Linked DNA regions of Pan troglodytes: region 1 is linked to region 2. Evidence: chromatin contacts called from public Hi-C data. All regions are on one chromosome and are shown on one strand. Each heading gives the region's core, a stretch centred on a gene start, on an enhancer-like site or on the middle of the called end of the contact. The rest is flanking DNA. Distances are from core to core; before and after follow the strand shown.

Region 1 (6,463 bases), core at 213-2,712, 190 kb after region 2:
TCCCTAATCTGGACGCCCCTAATCTACAGCTTTTATTGCGCCCAGTTAAAAGTCGAGGGAATTCGCTGTCCCTCCGCGCTCGGATAATTACCCCTAAATGGCCACGGCAGCCCCTTGTGTTTCCTGGAGATTAGAACCCCGCAGTCATCAATGGCAGGGCCGAGTGAGCCGCCAATCACCTCCGCTCACTCCCTGAGAGCCGCTGGCCTGGGCCGCGGGAGGAGAGGCCATAAAGCGACAGGCGCAGAAAATGGCCAAGCCCCGACCCCGCTTCAAGCAGATCTTGCATCTCCCCTGACCCCAACTCATTTTTTCTGTCTTTATTATTATTATTAACAGCAAACATTAAATCACGTTTTCTCCGAAACTGGCAAAAGAAGAGTTCTCAAGTCCCACACTAGAGTCCACCTCCAGGAACTTTCCTCTTTTCCCAGCCCCCTCCCCCAAATGTGCCTCTCCCCTCCAGGATCAGCGACCCAGAGATAGGGACATGTCATTGTTTCCAAGGACGCGTTGTTTGAGGTCACCTTAAGGCCAGATCGGTGTTTCATTGACGATTCTGTTGGTTTTATTTCAGTAAGTTCTATATCAAAAGGATCTGGCAGCTCCTTTCCCCGCCCGGGCGCTATAGGTGTTGTGACCCTTGGGACAGAAGTTCAGAGCGAGGGTGGGGGGGGGGGGGAATACACATCGTGTATGAAAACCGACTGCAGATTCTAGATAATCTTACGTATTCTCACATCCTTGGCACTACAGGAAGCTAGCTTCTTCCCGCAAGGTTTACTCCAGCTCTAAGTTAGAGACAAAGGCCCACTTTTACCTCGAGGTAAAGTTTAGAAGATTTCAGAACAGGAAGAAAATGAAGGTTTGGTTTTGTTTCGTTTCTTGAAAAGAAGTTAATAGTATGTCTTTCTCCTAGGATAAATAGCCATGCGTATTTTAAAATATATATATAAAAGGAATGTGTAAGAAATAACCTCAACTCAAATTATTGTGGTAGAAGAAGAGGGGGGGTCAGACAGTGGAGAGGGGCACAGGGAAACCCAGCCACAGACTAAAGAGAAAGGTAAAAGAAGCAGTAGAGGAGAGAAACAAGGACGGGGGAAAAAAAGAGGAGCGGAAAAGAGGGCTGAGGAGGGGAGGGGAGGAGAGGAGGGCAAAAGAGAAGGAACGAGAACAAGGGAAAATTCCCCGGGAACACAGAAAGATAGAGACCCAGGGGACTCCCGCAGAGAGGGCCTCTTGGGCTTCAGCGCAGAGGAAAGTTTCCCGGGCACCCCCTCTCCTCCCCTGCCCTCTGCCGCCTGGGCCCTGCCCTGCGTGCCCCCAGGCCCAGCGCGCCTCCGGGCGAGTCCCCAGGAGCGCGGCCCAATGGATCGCTCCGGGCCCGCCCCCTCGCGCGCTGATTGGCCGCCGCCCCGCTGGCCTCGCCTTATTAGCAAGTTCTCTGGGGAGCCGCGGTAGGGCCCGGAGCCGGCGAGTGCTCCCGGGAACTCTGCCTGCGCGGCGGCAGCGACCGGGGGCCAGGCCCAGCACGCCGGAGCTGGCCTGCTGGGGAGGGGCGGGAGGCGCGCGCGGGAGGGTCCGCCCGGCCAGGGCCCCGGGCGCTCGCAGAGGCCGGCCGCGCTCCCAGCCCGCCCGGAGCCCATGCCCGGCGGCTGGCCAGTGCTGCGGCAGAAGGGGGGGCCCGGCTCTGCATGGCCCCGGCTGCTGACATGACTTCTTTGCCACTCGGTGTCAAAGTGGAGGACTCCGCCTTCGGCAAGCCGGCGGGGGGAGGCGCGGGCCAGGCCCCCAGCGCCGCCGCGGCCACGGCAGCCGCCATGGGCGCGGACGAGGAGGGGGCCAAGCCCAAAGTGTCCCCTTCGCTCCTGCCCTTCAGCGTGGAGGCGCTCATGGCCGACCACAGGAAGCCGGGGGCCAAGGAGAGCGCCCTGGCGCCCTCCGAGGGCGTGCAGGCGGCGGGTGGCTCGGCGCAGCCACTGGGCGTCCCGCCGGGGTCGCTGGGAGCCCCGGACGCGCCCTCTTCGCCGCGGCCGCTCGGCCATTTCTCGGTGGGGGGACTCCTCAAGCTGCCAGAAGATGCGCTCGTCAAAGCCGAGAGCCCCGAGAAGCCCGAGAGGACCCCGTGGATGCAGAGCCCCCGCTTCTCCCCGCCGCCGGCCAGTGAGTAGCCAGAACCCAGGCGCAGAGGGAGGGGGCCGGGCGGGGTGTGGGACCCGAGGGCTCCTGGTGGCCTCCGGCGCCTGCGTACCTGCAGCCGGTGCTAGGGAACCGTGGGCTGCAAGGCCGGGTCTTGCGCCTCCCTCCACTCCCACCCAGGAAGAAGGTTCCAGACCTCCTCGCCTTGGCCCAGAGACGCTGCGGGTGGGAGTTAACGGATAGGACACCGATGTCTGGGCACCCTGTCCTCCTGCCCCCACCAAACGACCTCGGGGGTCCATGATCCCTCATCTGATCCCAAACTCTGTTTCATCGGCTTCACCCCAGCGGATGAATGTGTGTGGTGCGGTATCTTCCCTGCACCCGGAGTTTCACTTTCTCGCAGTAGGAGCTGGTGTCCCCCAGCCCCTCTTCCCTTTCAAGTACCTCTTTGCCTAGAGGTTCCGAAGCTCCTACAGAATTCTACCTCCCCATGCCCTTTGAGTTTGAGGCAGATAGTTGATGCTTTGGGCGGATGGATGATTCAGGGGTGGGGACATTCAGGTTCCAGTGAAGGGGGCGGGGCACCAAGTCAATTAGGGGAAGGCGCCCCCGCTAATCCTATGGGAAGCTCCCAAACGTCTAGGACTGAGCCATTAAAGTGGACTCCAGGTGCCCAAGGCGGTTCGCTTCAAGGCCTCACGGCCCCCTGGCTGCTCTACTCAGAGAACACGCTCGGAGATATTTCAGGAGCACGGGAAATTCCCAAGTTTTCCTCGTTTCCTCCGATTATTTTGCTCGGCATAATAGCAGCCAGATTTCAATGGCGTGATGCTGAGGAATGATTTTTATCTGGGGATTAAACGTCTTTGAAAGGCCAGTCCCTCCCTAAGCCTAATGGCCGGAGAAGGTGGCCCCGCTCTGGGTTGTCGCCGCTGAAGGGAGTGACGTTTCTCTCGGCGCCCGCCCCTCGGGCGGCCCGGCGGAAAGCTAGTTGGGGGCCAAGCGCTTCCCGGACTCCCGGTGGCCTCCAGCGGGGAAGAAGCGGGGTGTTAACACGAGATTTCGTTTGACTCACATCCTGGTGGTCTGAAAGTCCAAAGGATCGTTGTGTTTTCTTTGTGTTTTTTTTTGTTTGTTTGTTTTTTCTGTTTGTGGTTGTTTTTTAGAGAGGTGTGAAAAAATGCATACTTAGGCAAAACCCGCGTGGTGAAACATCTTCGATTTGAATTCACTTTCTGCCGGGAAAGCTGCTGCATAGGCAAAGTGTCCTTTCCAATGCTTAGGGCCTTGGGCCCCAAGACCCCGAAGTCAAAGCGATCCCGGCTGTGTTGGGATAATTTGTTCCACATTTTATCCAGGGGCAGTCCCCAGCAGACCCCATCCCCGACCTGCACTAGTCCTGCGCTCTGATGCTTCTTCACTGTCCACCCTTGAGGTTTATTTTGAAGCCAAAAGAAAAAGACAGCTGGGCATGTTGGTGTCTGCTGACTATGCCACAGGGTGAGGGGAGAGGCGATCTCAACACTCCCCCCGCAACAACATCAACACACACACACACACAAACGTTTGAGTGGGGCCAGAGGGCCCTGGCGCCAGGGGTGAACGCGATCCAACAGAGGACTGAGACAATCTAAAGAAAAAGCCCATTAGAATAAAGCAGCCCCTCGTTCTCCGCTCCAGATGACACTTTCTATTTCTAAGAGAGCTGGCCACAGTGCACCCTCCATGATGGTCTGCCCTGCTCCATCTCTGGTCTGCGGGAACTACTCCTAGAATCCCGTAGGAGCGAAGTGTTCCGGGGAAAGTATAGAATTTGATTTGGATTCTATGCCACAAAACTGCCTAGCCCCACACTGAAGCATTCCGTGGGCACTGATAAATGTTTGGCCAACGCGTAAAACTAAATGTGCCCTTGGGCTGGGCGCAGGGCCTCTTTCTGCATGTTTCGTCAACTGTATTAACATCCACCTTTCCTCTGGATGGCCCTGGGAGGAGGCCCGCCATGAAGGCCTTCCTAAGCCGCCGGGCAGCACAAAGGTGATTCCACATCTTCCCAGCTGTTTAGGCCTAAGATGTGGACATCGAGCCTTCAACATGGGTATTTTTCTCCTGGAATCTTAGCTTCTTCATTTGCAAAAAGTAGACAGGAACTTCTCCCCTGCGGGGTTGCAATGGGAATTGGAGAAAATATATTTCAAGTGCCTTGCGCGATGCCCGGCACCGAGGCACTTGGCGGCACTCAATATCTGGTATTGTTTGGCTATTATTACTACTTCTTGGGCTGATCATGCTCCAATGCTTCTCTCTTAACCCCTTGCTTTTTTTTCTTTCGGCCCTCAGGGCGGCTGAGCCCCCCAGCCTGCACCCTCCGCAAACACAAGACGAACCGTAAGCCGCGGACGCCTTTCACCACCGCGCAGCTGCTGGCGCTGGAGCGCAAGTTCCGCCAGAAGCAGTACCTGTCCATCGCCGAGCGCGCGGAGTTCTCCAGCTCGCTCAGCCTCACTGAGACGCAGGTGAAGATATGGTTCCAGAACCGCCGCGCCAAGGCAAAGAGACTGCAAGAGGCAGAGCTGGAGAAGCTGAAGATGGCCGCCAAGCCCATGCTGCCACCGGCTGCCTTCGGCCTCTCTTTCCCTCTCGGCGGCCCCGCAGCTGTAGCGGCCGCGGCGGGTGCCTCGCTCTACGGTGCCTCTGGCCCCTTCCAGCGCGCCGCGCTGCCTGTGGCGCCCGTGGGACTCTACACGGCCCATGTGGGCTACAGCATGTACCACCTGACATAGAGGGTCCCAGGTCGCCCACCTGTGGGCCAGCCGATTCCTCCAGCCCTGGTGCTGTACCCCCGACGTGCTCCCCTGCTCGGCACCGCCAGCCGCCTTCCCTTTAACCCTCACACTGCTCCAGTTTCACCTCTTTGCTCCCTGAGTTCACTCTCCGAAGTCTGATCCCTGCCAAAAAGTGGCTGGAAGAGTCCCTTAGTACTCTTCTAGCATTTAGATCTACACTCTCGAGTTAAAGATGGGGAAACTGAGGGCAGAGAGGTTAAGAGATTTATCTAAGGTCCCCAGCAGAATTGACAGTTGAACAGAGCTAGAGGCCATGTCTCCTGCATAGCTTTTCCCTGTCCTGACACCAGGCAAGAAAAGCGCAGAGAAATCGGTGTCTGACGATTTTGGAAATGAGAGCAATCTCAAAAAAAAAAAAAAAAAAAAGAAAAGAAAAAAAAAAAAAGAGACTAGCCAGCCAGGGAGATGCATCCTAGCTTCTTCCATTGGAAAATTTAAGACAAGCTCAACAACAAAACATTTGCTCTGGGGGGCAGGGAAAACACAGATGTGTTGCAAAGGTAGGTTGAAGGGACCTCTCTCTTACCAGTACCAGAAACACAATTGTAAAATTAAAAAAAAAAAAACAAAAACTCTTTCTATTTAACAGTACATTTGTGTGGCTCTCAAACATCCCTTTGGAAGGGATTGTGTGTACTATGTAATATACTGTATATTTGAAATTTTATTATCATTTATATTATAGCTATATTTGTTAAATAAATTAATTTTAAGCTACAAAAATTATCTCTTTACTGATTGAGTCTTATTTTAATTTTGCTTCTTGCCATCTCTTTATGTGTACAGTTGCTTTTCAGTTTGACGGTACTTTTACGACAGCAACTTTGAAAGGTGATAACAGGGTATGCAGGGATAGAGGGGGGTGTCTTTTTGAACACACACGACAGATCTGCATTAGGAAAGTCAAGTGGAGAGTTGAAGTAATTACCTAGGATAATTAGGCTCAATTTTCCAATTCACTTTAAGCTGAAATCGACACTTACTCGGGCAACCTATAACCAACTCTTGCTTTCTTTCTCTCCTTTTAACCTGTCTATGAAAACAAAGCAAATTGCCCAAATGGTTTGATGAGTGTGGACAGCTAATCCAGACAATTCCCACCTCCGCAAATCTGTTTTTCCCACGGGAGGCCAGGTGGGGGATGGAAGCGATTGCGTTGCCTCTCTAAATTACCCCCAGTGTAGACGCGGTTTGTGGAACTAATTTTGAGCTGCCAGAATATAAGAACCTTCTCACCCCCTATTCTGGCCGCTAAAAACACAACACAACCTAACAACGTTTACAGAAAACCCAGGGCCACCTTCCACTCTCGCCTGGAAAGTCCTCTGCAGGAGCCCTGTTTCCAAACCCTCACAAACTCGGTTTTTCTTAAGATCAGTCTTCCAGGAGAATATATTTGCACACGCGCCAAGTTTAGCTTTCCGGGGAATTCTGCAAGGACGCCGAATGCAGAAAATTACCCCCTGATTAAA
Region 2 (5,593 bases), core at 59-2,558:
TGCAGGCCCTAGCACCCAAGGAGGCCAACTCACTGAAGTAGCCTACGCTTCAATGTTTGGCAGTTTGCATTTCTTGACAAAGGAAATTTGTTGGGCTTAAGTTGCCAAGGGTTTGCATCTGGATCCTATGATGTTTGGCTTTGGGAGGGCTGTGCGCAGAACTGGCTCTGGGGCCTCCACCGGCCTCCATGTAATTAACTTAAGTGCTTCGAAGATGAAAGCTTATTTGCCTGATCCTGGATTATGGCATGTGCCGTGAAGGTAGGCAGAGCAGACCTCGCCAGTTATCTCTCGCTATTGAAGTTTCCAAAGAAACCAGTGGTGGACAGTGGAAGTCAGGAAGTTTGGGCATGTTGGAATTTATTAAATTTGCAGTTAAAAAAAAAAAAAAGTTCTGGTTGCCAGCACAAAGAGGTTAAGTGGAAACAACTTTACATAATGAAGTGGTTAATCATATTTTGCTTTAGAAACACTAATATCATAAATTGGCCTCATACTTTTGTGCTTCCAGTTTCAACAATAGAGCAAAGACATTAATTTCCTGGTTTGGTATAACTTCTGGGATTTTCCTTCTGGGCCTCCTCCTCCTTCTCCTCCCTTCTCTCCCCCCTCAGCTGGAGTGAGGAAGATAGCTTTGATCCTAGATGCTCTGGAGGCCTGGGGGAGGTGAAAGGGGGGATGGTGAGGATTCCTACAGGTGATTTTTAGGCCTGAATTCCATTGTGACAGCAATGATTTATTTTAACTACTAACCCAGGAAAGCAGGCGCCACCAGGATGAATACCTCCATCAGCTTCTAGCAGACTAATTTTACTGTTTATGAATCACTAATATGTTTAAGAAAAAAAAAGGGAGTACTATTTTAGATAACTAAAAGTAAGACTTCGAGAAAAGACCTCATGGTGCTCAAACAGTTCCACATGGGAAAGATGACTTTGGATTACAAGATAGAGAACACATGGGGTCCAGAGAGCTGCCCCCAACCTCCGCAGCGGGCAGAGGCTACTGGCAGATGAAACACTTTCATCTCTCCTAGGGAGATAAACAGGCCGGTCTGGATGGGCCTCTTTATTTACAAAAGAAAATTAAATCCGTTTTAACACTTGCACCATTCATAGGAAACACATGTTGGCTGGTAATTGTTTTGAACTCATTTTGAGCTGGGCTGCACCACGTTGGGCTGCCCTTGCGTTTTCGCACTGGTTTGAGATGGCCGTGGAATTTGCAAGGAATTTTCTTCCCAATTCCAGAGGCTCCACGAGGGGGCCGTTCCTTGGCCAAGCTGGCAGAAGAGCACTGTTTGGCTTCCTGCCTCCTGGAGGGAAGCACTTTCCCCTTATTGGGAGAGGGCTGCCCCCAGCGCCCCTTGGCCCCGCATTCTTATCGGGAGATTGGAAAGAATCAAAGGGTCTCACGGCCCTAATTGAGCCTGAAGGGCTTTCTTCCCTCCCACCTGGGAGTTTTCTCAGAAGAAGAAATAAAAGGTTGGGTGATTTTCCCAAGAGTTTCTGTTGGAGTTTTACAGCTGCAAGGAGGCGTCATTCCGAATTTGGGTGTCACCCAGCTTTTCGAATGCTAATATGCATACGATTTCCTGGGGATCTCGTGAAATGCAGATTCTGATTCAGTGGGTCGGGGGTGGGGCCTGAGATTCTAACATTCTCGCTGATTGGGCTGATCAGAGTCCCATACATGACGTTCTCAGACCTTCCCTTCCAGCGCATCAGAATCAGGGCTCGTTAAAATGCAGATCGCGGGGCCCCTCCTGCAGAGGCTCTCATTCCACAAGTCTCGGGTGGAACCTGAGGATTTGTGTCTCTAGTAAGCTCCCAGGTCATGCTGATGTTGCTGTTTGGGGAGAACACTTTCAAACCACTGTCCAAAACCAATGCCCTGAGAAGAAGCGAGAGCGTTTTTCCATGGGGTTCCCTACTGTCCAGGCACCAGGAATGGCTCTGCTTGAGGGCAGAAGATGGGGTTTGACTGAGAAGGTCTAGGCTGCCGTTCTCCATTGGACGTATTTTCTGGAGCTGTTCGCTTACCCTGGAAGGCCCCTTTTCTTCCTCTGTCTCCAAATTGCCTCCCACTCATTTCCAAAGCTCAGCGCTGGCGTCACCTCCTCCAGGGAGCCTTCTTTTCCTCCAGGCCTGAGTTTGTTTCTGCAGTACATTTTGCATGTCTGTATCATCACTTCATTTCACCACAGTGACCTATTTGCAGGTAATAGATAGTGCGGGAGGTCCTCTCTGAAACCTCAGAGAACAGGACAGAGAAAGTAGCAAGCAGATATTTCTTAAATGAATGAACAAATATCTTCCCAGTGGCATCTTTGCCTGCTGTGTGTCCTTGGACAGGTTATTTAACCTCTCTGATGCTTGGGTTTCCCATCTATAAAGTGAAAATGGTAATGTCTACCCCACAGAGTTGCTGTGACTAGTTCTAATGTATGTAAATGGGCCAGTCACAGACAAGTCATAGATGAAGCTTTTGTTGTTTTTGATATTTTTAGTGTGAATTTTTATTATTGTCCTCAAGGTCAATATTTTTATCCTTAAAGTCACTAATTTGACTGAGGTTTTGCCCTAGTTGACATAAAACATATTGTGAGGATGTTAAGCCATTGGGGGGAGATACGAATATGACTCATATGTCTTCAGCACTTTACAGTTTGCCTGACAATTTTGCCACAAGTTAAGTCATTTAATCCTCACAAAAGTCCAGCCTAGGAAGTACTATCAAGTTGAGGCTCAGAGAGGGGCCGGCGCTAACCCACGTTCACACGCGGCCCTTTTTCAACCTCGTTGCCTCAAAGGCGGGGAGCTGTGCTCATTGAGGGCTTGGTCTGCTTCCCCAGGCCCACAGCTCGAGGACGTGAGACCTCACTGTCTTTTCTAGCTTAGAAAACAGCTCCTGCCGAAAATCGCAGAAAACCCTCCTTTCTGAGGTTCCAATGTGTTTTCTGAGGATTGTTTATCCTGGATATGTGTTCCCTCTCCCAGAATTCTGGGGTCGGCTAGGCTTAGGAGCTTGGTATCCTCCGCCTCGTTCCCGAGGCCCTAGACACCCCTCAGTGAGGAAGCCGGCCTTCATTTCGGGAGGGCTCAGCGTTTTCTGGACTTCACAGCTGTGGCATTCCCGTTCCTCGACGCCAGTGGGCGCTCTGCTCGTCCTTCGCCCTTCCTCCCAAGCAGCCTTGGCTCCGTTTTCAGTACGTTCTTCCCACCGCCTTTGGGATTTTGGAAGGCCGTTCTCCCTTCCCCACTATTTCTAGCTTCCTCTAAGTCTCTGAGCAGAAAGGCCTTTCCTGACCAGCTTATGGGCAACGGTGACCCCGCCCCTTACCTGTCACCCTCCCCCATTTTACTTTCCTTCATAGAACTCATGACCAGCCAGCTGACATGGTTCCTGTTGTATTTTTGTGGTCTGGCTCTGCCCAGTAGGATACAAGCTTCATGAGGGCTGCGACAATTGTACTTTTTCTCCACTGTTTTCCCGGTGCCTACAACAGCACCTGGCTCATTGCAGGCACTCAATGAACATTTGTTGATGAATGAATGAATGAGGCTGGATTTGGTCAGAGGTGTTGGAACCAGAGCAACTCCATCTTGAATAGGGGCTGGGTAAAATAAGGCTGAGACCTGCTGGGCCGCATTCCCAGGAGGTTAGGCATTTTTTTTTTTTTTTTTTGAGACAGAGTCTCGCTGGGTCACCCAGGCTGGAGTGCAGTGGCGCAATCTCGGCTCACTGCAAGCTCCGCCTCCCAGGTTCACACCATTCTTCTGCCTCAGCCTCCCGAGTAGCTGGGATTACAGGCATGTGCCACCACGCCTGGCTAATTTTTTGTATTTTTAGTAGAGACGGGGTTTCACCATGTTAGGCAGGATGGTCTCGATCTCCTGACCTTGTGATCCGCCCGCCTCGGCCTCCCAAAGTGCTGGGATTACAGGCGTGAGCCACCACACCCGGGTGACGAGGTTAGGCATTCTAAGTCACGGGATGAGACAGGAAGTCAACACAACAAACCGATCATAAAGACCTTGCTGATAAAACAGGTGGCAGTAAAGAAGCCAGCCAAATCCCTCCAAAACCAAGATGGTGATGAAAGTGACCTTTGGTCATCCTTATGGCTCATTATATGCTAGTTATAATGCATTAGCATGCTAAAAGACACTCCCCCCCAGCACCAGGACAGTTTACAAATGCCTTGGCAACGTCAGGAAGTTACCCTATATGGTCTAAAAAGGGAAGGAATCCTCAGCTCTGGGAACTGCCCACCCCCTGGAAAACTCATGAATAATCCACCCCTTGTTTAGCATATAATCAGGAAATGACCATAAAAGTGGACAGCCAGCAGCCCTCAGGGCTGCTGTGCCTATGGAGTACCCATTCTTTATTCCTTTGCTTTCCTAATAAACTTGCTTTCACTTTATGGATTCAACTAAAATTCTTCTCGAGCAAGACCAAGAACCCTCTCTTGGCTTCTGGATCAGGACCTGTTTCCAGTAACAGACTGGCTGCATGAGTGTCACTCAGCATCTTCCCAGTTGGCTCTGGCCATGGGCATCTGGCACCCAGATCCTAGTGCTGGCTCCTTCCAGGCCCAGGCCTGAGCCCTGCCACAGAGGCAGCCCTGGAGAGGCAGAATTGCACCTCAATGTGATCGGTTGTGTTCAAGAGGCAGGCGGCATAGAACAATGAAAAACCAAGAGCGTAACAGTCAGGCAGATCTGAGTTCAAATCCTGGTTCTTCCTCTGCTTAGCATTGTGGTCTTGGTCAACTTACTTTGGTGTCCTGAGCCTCAGGCTGCCATTGTTAAATAATGATTCCCACCTGGCACGGTGACTCATGCCTGTAATCCCAACACTTTGGGAGGCCAAGGCCGATGGATTGCTTGAGCCCAGGAGTTCAACAACAGCCTGAGCAACATGGGGAAACCCTGTCTCTACAAAAGAGGAAATGTGTTCTGTATCCTCCTGCTGGCTCCCAAACCTACCTCTAGCTTACAAAACCCAAGCACTTTGTGCTACCCTGGACATGGTTAAAGCTAATTCTTGAAGCAGAAGTTGGCGGAATGTAAAAAAGCCTTTGCTAAGGACTTGACCAGGGGAAAACTCCAAGCTTGGAGGCCTCCTAACTGCTGCATTCTCAGAGCAGTCTCCCGCCCAGGGCGAGAGCTCCTGCCATTCAGGAGGGACCTTTCTCTCTGGTGAGCTTTGAGGATGGGCCTGTGACCTTTTCCCAGCACCTTGGCTCCAGAAAAAATGTGCAGAAGCCTTTTTTCCTAGAAGCCTTGTGATTACTCTGAAACCAGTGCTCATGGGAGTGGCTGCAGGAATGAATCTTGAAGATGTTTATCCTGAAAATTCCAGGTCTAATTTATGTCCTCCTCCAAACAGCATCTTGGCTTGCCAGCCATTAGAGTCATCATACACGGAACAACATCTCTGGGTCTCAGAGCATAAATACCTACTGTCAACTGGGCTGGGAGAGGGCAGGCTCTTTATGGATGGGGGATTGGGATTGAGGGGTCTGCTGGGCTTCCAGTTACCTTCCAGCCCCCTCCAGAGGAGGTGATACTGCTTTTATCAACTC

The links. A called contact is a pair of places that touch in the nucleus more often than the background predicts.
Region 1: a contact with region 2 is called in a Hi-C map of induced pluripotent stem cells, with 1.9 times the contacts expected there. The contact joins the promoter of MSX1 here to the enhancer-like site in region 2. A contact is called at or near these places in 4 of 7 Hi-C or Micro-C datasets (blood, induced pluripotent stem cells and stem cell-derived neural progenitor cells) and 1 of 1 other capture datasets (stem cell-derived neural stem cells).

Annotation. Positions count from the first base shown.
Region 1 is chr3:5,182,025-5,188,487 of NHGRI_mPanTro3-v2.0_pri, forward strand. It overlaps MSX1 (msh homeobox 1), which reads left to right and starts at 1,463. Exons shown (of 2, transcript NM_001195262.3): 1 at 1,463-2,166; 2 at 4,486-5,714. The coding sequence starts at 1,698. The coding sequence ends at 4,928.
Region 2 is chr3:4,990,128-4,995,720 of NHGRI_mPanTro3-v2.0_pri, forward strand. All of the region lies in intron 5 of LOC100613777 (a long non-coding RNA gene), which reads left to right. Among named protein-coding and RNA genes, the nearest start is that of STX18, 130 kb to the left of the region's middle. Within about 2 kb of position 1,309, at least 3 of the 24 cell types and tissues checked have an H3K27ac peak or open chromatin away from gene starts, as enhancers often do. A contact at or near this core is called in induced pluripotent stem cells and stem cell-derived neural stem cells, where this site is marked.